Regions from separate parts of the Pan troglodytes genome. Here region 2 is linked to region 1. A link is a contact called in public Hi-C data. All regions are on one chromosome and are shown on one strand. The core of a region is the stretch at or near the end of the contact, and the rest is flanking DNA. Distances in the headings are between cores, read along the strand shown.

What was found. A called contact is a pair of places that touch in the nucleus more often than the background predicts.
Region 2: a Hi-C map of stem cell-derived neural progenitor cells shows a contact between it and region 1, with 5 times the contacts expected there. The contact joins the promoter of GBX1 here to the enhancer-like site in region 1. A contact is called at or near these places in 3 of 7 Hi-C or Micro-C datasets (induced pluripotent stem cells and stem cell-derived neural progenitor cells).

Annotation. Positions count from the first base shown.
Region 1 is chr6:166,141,243-166,143,942 of NHGRI_mPanTro3-v2.0_pri, forward strand. The region is part of intron 9 of AGAP3 (ArfGAP with GTPase domain, ankyrin repeat and PH domain 3); the gene reads left to right. Among named protein-coding and RNA genes, the nearest start is that of AGAP3, 40 kb to the left of the region's middle. Within about 2 kb of position 1,434, at least 8 of the 24 cell types and tissues checked have an H3K27ac peak or open chromatin away from gene starts, as enhancers often do. A contact at or near this core is called in induced pluripotent stem cells and stem cell-derived neural progenitor cells, where this site is marked.
Region 2 is chr6:166,182,507-166,185,206 of NHGRI_mPanTro3-v2.0_pri, forward strand. GBX1 (gastrulation brain homeobox 1) reads right to left here and starts at 1,349. Exons shown (of 2, transcript XM_001138059.7): 1 at 797-1,349. The coding sequence starts at 1,334.

The DNA.
Region 1 (2,700 bases), core at 184-2,683:
GTGGCTCTCTAAGGAAAATGAGCAACCCGAGAAGCCTGCGTGGAAGGGGATACTGAGGGCTAGTCCAGCGCTAGGTCTGTTGGCATGGTTTTGTTAATAAGGGCCTCTGTTCGTCTTTAAAGAAAAAAGTAGAGAGACCACTTCCTCACCTCTCCCACCTCCTTTCTAGTCAGTCCTGGGGGCCCTGGGCCTGCCTTCTTCCACACCTCCGGTCTTGGATTCCTGCAGTGGACACGGCATTGCCCCACGGAGGGCGTCTCTTTGATGTGTTGAGCCAGAGCAGCTGGGGTGGATGGGGAGGCATGTCTTTGGTGTGTGGGCAAGAGCCTGAGGAGCTGGGGTGCCCATAAGAACGGGGGCACTTGGCACAGAATTTCTTGGGATCTGGTGGTTGGAGAGGCCATGTACATAGGCAGCCGTACTGCCAAGTTTTGACCACAGAGGAGGCTCATGTGGCCAGAGCCCCTGAGCCCGGCGTGGCAAGGCCTGCCGTCAGGTGTGGCTCTCCTGGGCTGGGACTCATGGGCAGTGTGACTGCTTGTGGGGAGGGGCCAGTCGGTGTGACCAGGATTCATTCGTTAAGGCTAGGGGTTTCTGACCCCCAGCGAAAGTCCATTTAGAATGAAGAGTTCCAAGCAGAGTAGTGTCCCAGAGGGCAGGGTCCCACAGGGTCCCATGCGGTGATCCGTATTGTTTCCACTCACCCCTCTCTTGAAATGTTCATTGCATTTATGTCTGGCAGTGACCACCCCAGTTGGGCCAGACTACTGGGGGGCCCCCTGGAAAGCCAAGAGCACAGTGACAGCAGCCAGAGGCTTCCCTGTTCGTTCGCGGAGTGCGTGTGTATGTGTGTCTTTGTGCAGGACAGACCCTGCACAAACCTGTTGCTCCTTTGATCCCCTCTCTCCGGGCACCTCCTTTGTGGGGGACCCTGCTAGGTGACGCCCTCTGCTTTGGGCGTAGGCTCCTCAGCTCCCTGCTTGGAGATGGGGAGTGCAAGGGAGGGCGTGGGCGGTGAGTGGGTGTGTAGACACACTTCACCGAATTCACTACGAAAATGGGACCACTTTCCTTGGGGTCCTACGTGCTCCCTTTCCTCACTGGTCATCAGGGGCTGACTTATTTGTTCCCTGAATCCCTCACATGGGAAGGAAGGAGAGATGTTGGGTTGGGGAGGAAGCCCTGTGAACTTGAACCTGGGGTTCTGGTCCAGTCTTAGAGTTAGTAGGTCACTTGGGTGTTTTCACCCCTAAATCTCAGGGACGATCAGTAGGAAGGCCCTCTAGCTGCACAGCCCAGAGTGGTGCCGCCAGCTGGGGGCAGGTGTCAGAGGCCTGTGCCTGATGCAGTGACACCCTTTAGGGGGTGCCCGCTCCTTCCCGTTCTGTAACGATCGCTCGCTAGGGGCGGGGCGCGTCCGTTCTCTTCTTCCAGCCTGGTGGCCATTCCTGGCGCTTCCCCGCTGCCGCCGGTCCAGCCCCGCCAGATCTGCAGCCCCTCCTTGCTCCGCCCTCCTGTCCCGTTCTCCCGGTTCTATTCCTTCCCCTCCCCCCCAGCTCCTGCTGGGAGTGGAGATTGCATTTCAGTTGCCATTTGCATTCCCAATCAATCCGGACTCCGCAATTAAGTCGGCTGGCGGAGCTGGGAGGGAGGCGGCGGCGGGAACGGGTCCTCTGGGGGCTGTCGCCTCCGCGCCTCTGCGCCGTTCCCATTCCGCCCCAGATTGCTTCCTGCTCCGCCGTGCGCAGCCGGCCGGCCGGGGAGGGAGCAGGAACCCCTGTAGCTTCTTTGGAGAGGGAGTGGGAAGAGGCACGGGCTAGGCGGGTTTCCTCCTGTCCGCTTCCCGGGAGCGGGCGGGTGGGTGGGGCGGGGCTGAGCGGCCGGGTCGTTCCGCCCGCGCCCCCGGCTAACGAGCGTCATTACAGCGGCTCCCTCGCCTCCGACTGGGGAGGGCGTTGCCGAGGACGGGGGCGTTCAGGGTGGAGGAGGGACCCCCTCCCCGATCACATTCTCTGCGAGGAGGGAGGAGCCACACGTGTCTGTGTCGGAAAGGAGGTGCAGAGACCCCTTCCCGCCCTGTCGGAGAAACCGCGCGCAGTGCAGGCCTTGAGGGGCTCCACCTTCCAGGCCGCTGGAGATGGGAGCAGAGCGGAGCGGGGCGGGGCGGGGCGGGGCGGGGCCGGCCGTGGAGTCTCCTGCTGAAGGCTGGGAAAGGCTGGGAGAGGCTGGGAGAGGGAAGCACGCCTAGTGGGGTGAGGGGAGTCGGGACGGGGGCGGGGAGCCGGGTCCATCCCTCACACTTGGTTATTTCTTTGGTTTGTGTGCTGGGGGCGGGGCGGGGGGTATTGGGGATGACTCCAAGGCATCTCCAGAGCTGAGGGACTTAGAGCCTTCGAGCACGCTAGTGCCATGGCTGGTCGCAGCGGGAGGGGGAACAGCTGACTGCTTCTGAGCTCTCAGTGCACCTGGCCCCTGGCCAGTGACAGGAATACCACACCCAGAGGCAGGTCACCAAGGCCCAGCCTACCTGGAAGACTCCTTCGCAGACCACGAGGCAGGGCCCGCTTGCCTTGTGGAAGGTCCCCTTAGTGCCGCTAGTTTTCAGAAACCCCTTTTGAGGATAGGGTCTCCCAGGCCAAGGGGGCCAGGTAGCAGGATGTGTCTGCACATGGCCATGTACTTCAACTCCCAGCCCGCATG
Region 2 (2,700 bases), core at 99-2,598, 41 kb after region 1:
AGGTTCAGTTTAATACACCCTGCCTCTATGGAGAGGGCACCATTCATGGAGGGTCCAGGGCCCTTGAATTATCTGTCAGCTGAATCTTAGCTGGGTTCTGCACCCTAGATCTTTGGGCCACACCCAACTCAGCCCAGCCTTTAGCCTCTCTCTTGGTCTCCTAGTCAGCACTTGTCCAGCGTGTGCTAGGCCTCCTGTAGCTAATGTTCTCTTTGGCCCCCTACTCAGTTCTTCAAGGCTTAGCTCTGAATCTGCCAATTCAGAAGTCACGGCTTTGAGACGCACCCCGCCCCCCCCACACTCTTTTTGCCCCTGCATCCACAGAGCCTATTCCTATCCTTTGAGCCTTTAGGGTCAGTATGATCTCCTTAGAAGCCAGAACATGCCCTCCATTGCTGAACTGACAGCTGCTTCAACATACCCCCATCTTGGTGCCCCCGGAAATCCCATCCTTGTAGCTTGTCTACCCCTGACAGAGGAGGAAAAAAATGAAGGAATTCTGAAAAGGAGACAGGGCCAAGGCTTGATGGCTAGGATGCCGAGGGAAAGGCACTAATGTGAAGGTAGCACTGCAAAGTCTTCGGTTAGCCTTCAGGGCTATGGGGACAGAGCAGGGCGGGGGTTCTGGAATCTAAAGAGGCTGTATTTGGAACTGAATTGGAGTCAGAACCTGCGCGCGATCTAAAGGTCTGGGACTTCAAGGCTCCAGGCAGGTGCCGAGGTTCCGAGCAGGTTCCTGTCTGGAATTTCCAGGTGAACCGGCCTCCCGCCAGCCCTGGTCGGCCCTAGCACTTACCGGGCAGACTTGGAAAAGTCTCTGAGAAGTGCGGAGGCGGAGGTGGTGGGGGCTCTGCCACTTTCTCCCGGGCCGGCAGCAGCTCATCAGCTTCCAGCCCACCCTCTGGGCGTCGGCCGCCTGGCTCGGGGTTGTTTCGGGCGGCAGTGGCGGCGGCGGCGGCAGCGGCGGCGGCGAGCTCCTGGGGCCCGTAGAAAGCGTCGGGCGGCTCCGCGAAGCTGGGCAGCGCGGTGGTCAGCGCCACCATCGAGGGCACAGCCTGACCCAGCCCCGCGCAGAAGGTGTTGGTAAGGCGGCCGGCGAAAGAGGCTAGCGGGGCGAGGGGCGGGAGGCCAGCGGGCAGCGGCGCAGGGGCCAGCGCCTGCGGCAGCACGAGCGGCCGGTAGGGCATGAACATGGGGTAGCCGGTGTACAGCAAGTGGCCGGAGCGCGGCGGCGGCGGCCCGATTAGGGAGTCGATGGAGAAGGCAGTGCCCGGGCCCCCGCCGCCGCCCCCGCCGTTGCCCCCAGGGGCGCTACCGCCTCCGGCCCGCTGCATCTTGCTCGGAGCTGCGGCCGCCCCGGGGCGCTCCTCTCTGGGCGCCTCCGTGCGCCCCGCGGCTCGGGCGCCCCGCGCGGACACGCAGGGCTCGCTCCCTGGCTCCCGGGCCGAGGTGGCGGCGGGGCGCGGGCTCGGCGCAGTGTGGCTCCGGCGCCGCGCTCCCTCTCTCTCATAAGGAGGGAGGGGGCGGGCGAGCGGGCGGGCTGGGGGTGTCGCCCTCCGGACTCATCCATCTTCCTCAAATTACGCTTCACTTCCTCCCTCCGCCCGCCGCCGCCGCCGCGCCCGGCTCCCGCTCCCTCCGCAGAGCCCGTTCCCAGCGGCCCGGCCGGCCGGCCCGGGACCCCCACCCGCCCCCCGCGGCCCAACCAACTATTATTAATGGAGATTGATGAGGCCGGACACGCCGCTTTGTGAAAGTTTGCGGCCGACGAGAAGGCGGCGGCAGCTGCTGGGCCGGTCCCCTTCCCTCCACCCAGTCCACCCCCCCAACTCAGCCCACCTGGCCCGGGCTCCGCCCGGCTAGGAGGGCAAGCGGGAGGTGGCCCAGGCTCCGATGGGGCGGCGGGGCCGAGCGTGGATGGGACACCGGGCGGCAGGCGGAGAGGGCGCACCAGCAGGGACAGGCAGCGGGGCCGGACCTCAGCACCCCTCTGCTCCGGGCCGCCGCCCTCCTTCGGGCCCCAAGTCATTCCCCGGCGTGCCTCCCAGCTCCGACACCCCTCCCCTGCCCGTGGAGCGGACGTTGTGGCGGTCCCCAGAGCAAGCTCCGGCGCGACGGGCGGGACAGCACGGCCACCGCCCCCTCCAGCGAGAGCGCGGGGCTGAGGGAGGCGAGGCGGGGCCGACAGGGGGCGCGCTGGGCCCGCCCGGTTCTGCGGCTTAGGGCCACTCTTACGGGGGCCCCTTTCCTCCTATCTGCCCCATTCGCACTCTGGCCTCTGGTCTCTATTCTCTTGGCATTGGCTCTTCACCGTCTTCCTCATTCCCTCCTCCATCTCCAACTTCCCCTAGTCCCTTTCTCTTGCCTCGGTGGGTAATTTCCTTGAGTGCCCACACTATGCCAAGTACTTACCATTCCTCTGACCTTTCCCCTCCATCTTTCTCCCGTCCTTTACATTCTTTTTCTTCCTCCCACCCCTCTTCCCTTTCCCGTCCTCGTTTCTATTCCTATTCCTCTGATTATTTCTTTCCCATCTCTCATTCCTTATCCCAGTCCCTCTTACTCGATTTTTCTCATGTCTTTCCTTTATCTGTATCTCTTGTCTGTCTGTCTATCTCTTGTCTCCCTCCCTCGCTCTCTCTCCTTCTCTTCTGCTATTAATTTTCCCTGATTGGCTCCCCAGCTCCAGCGCCGCTGATG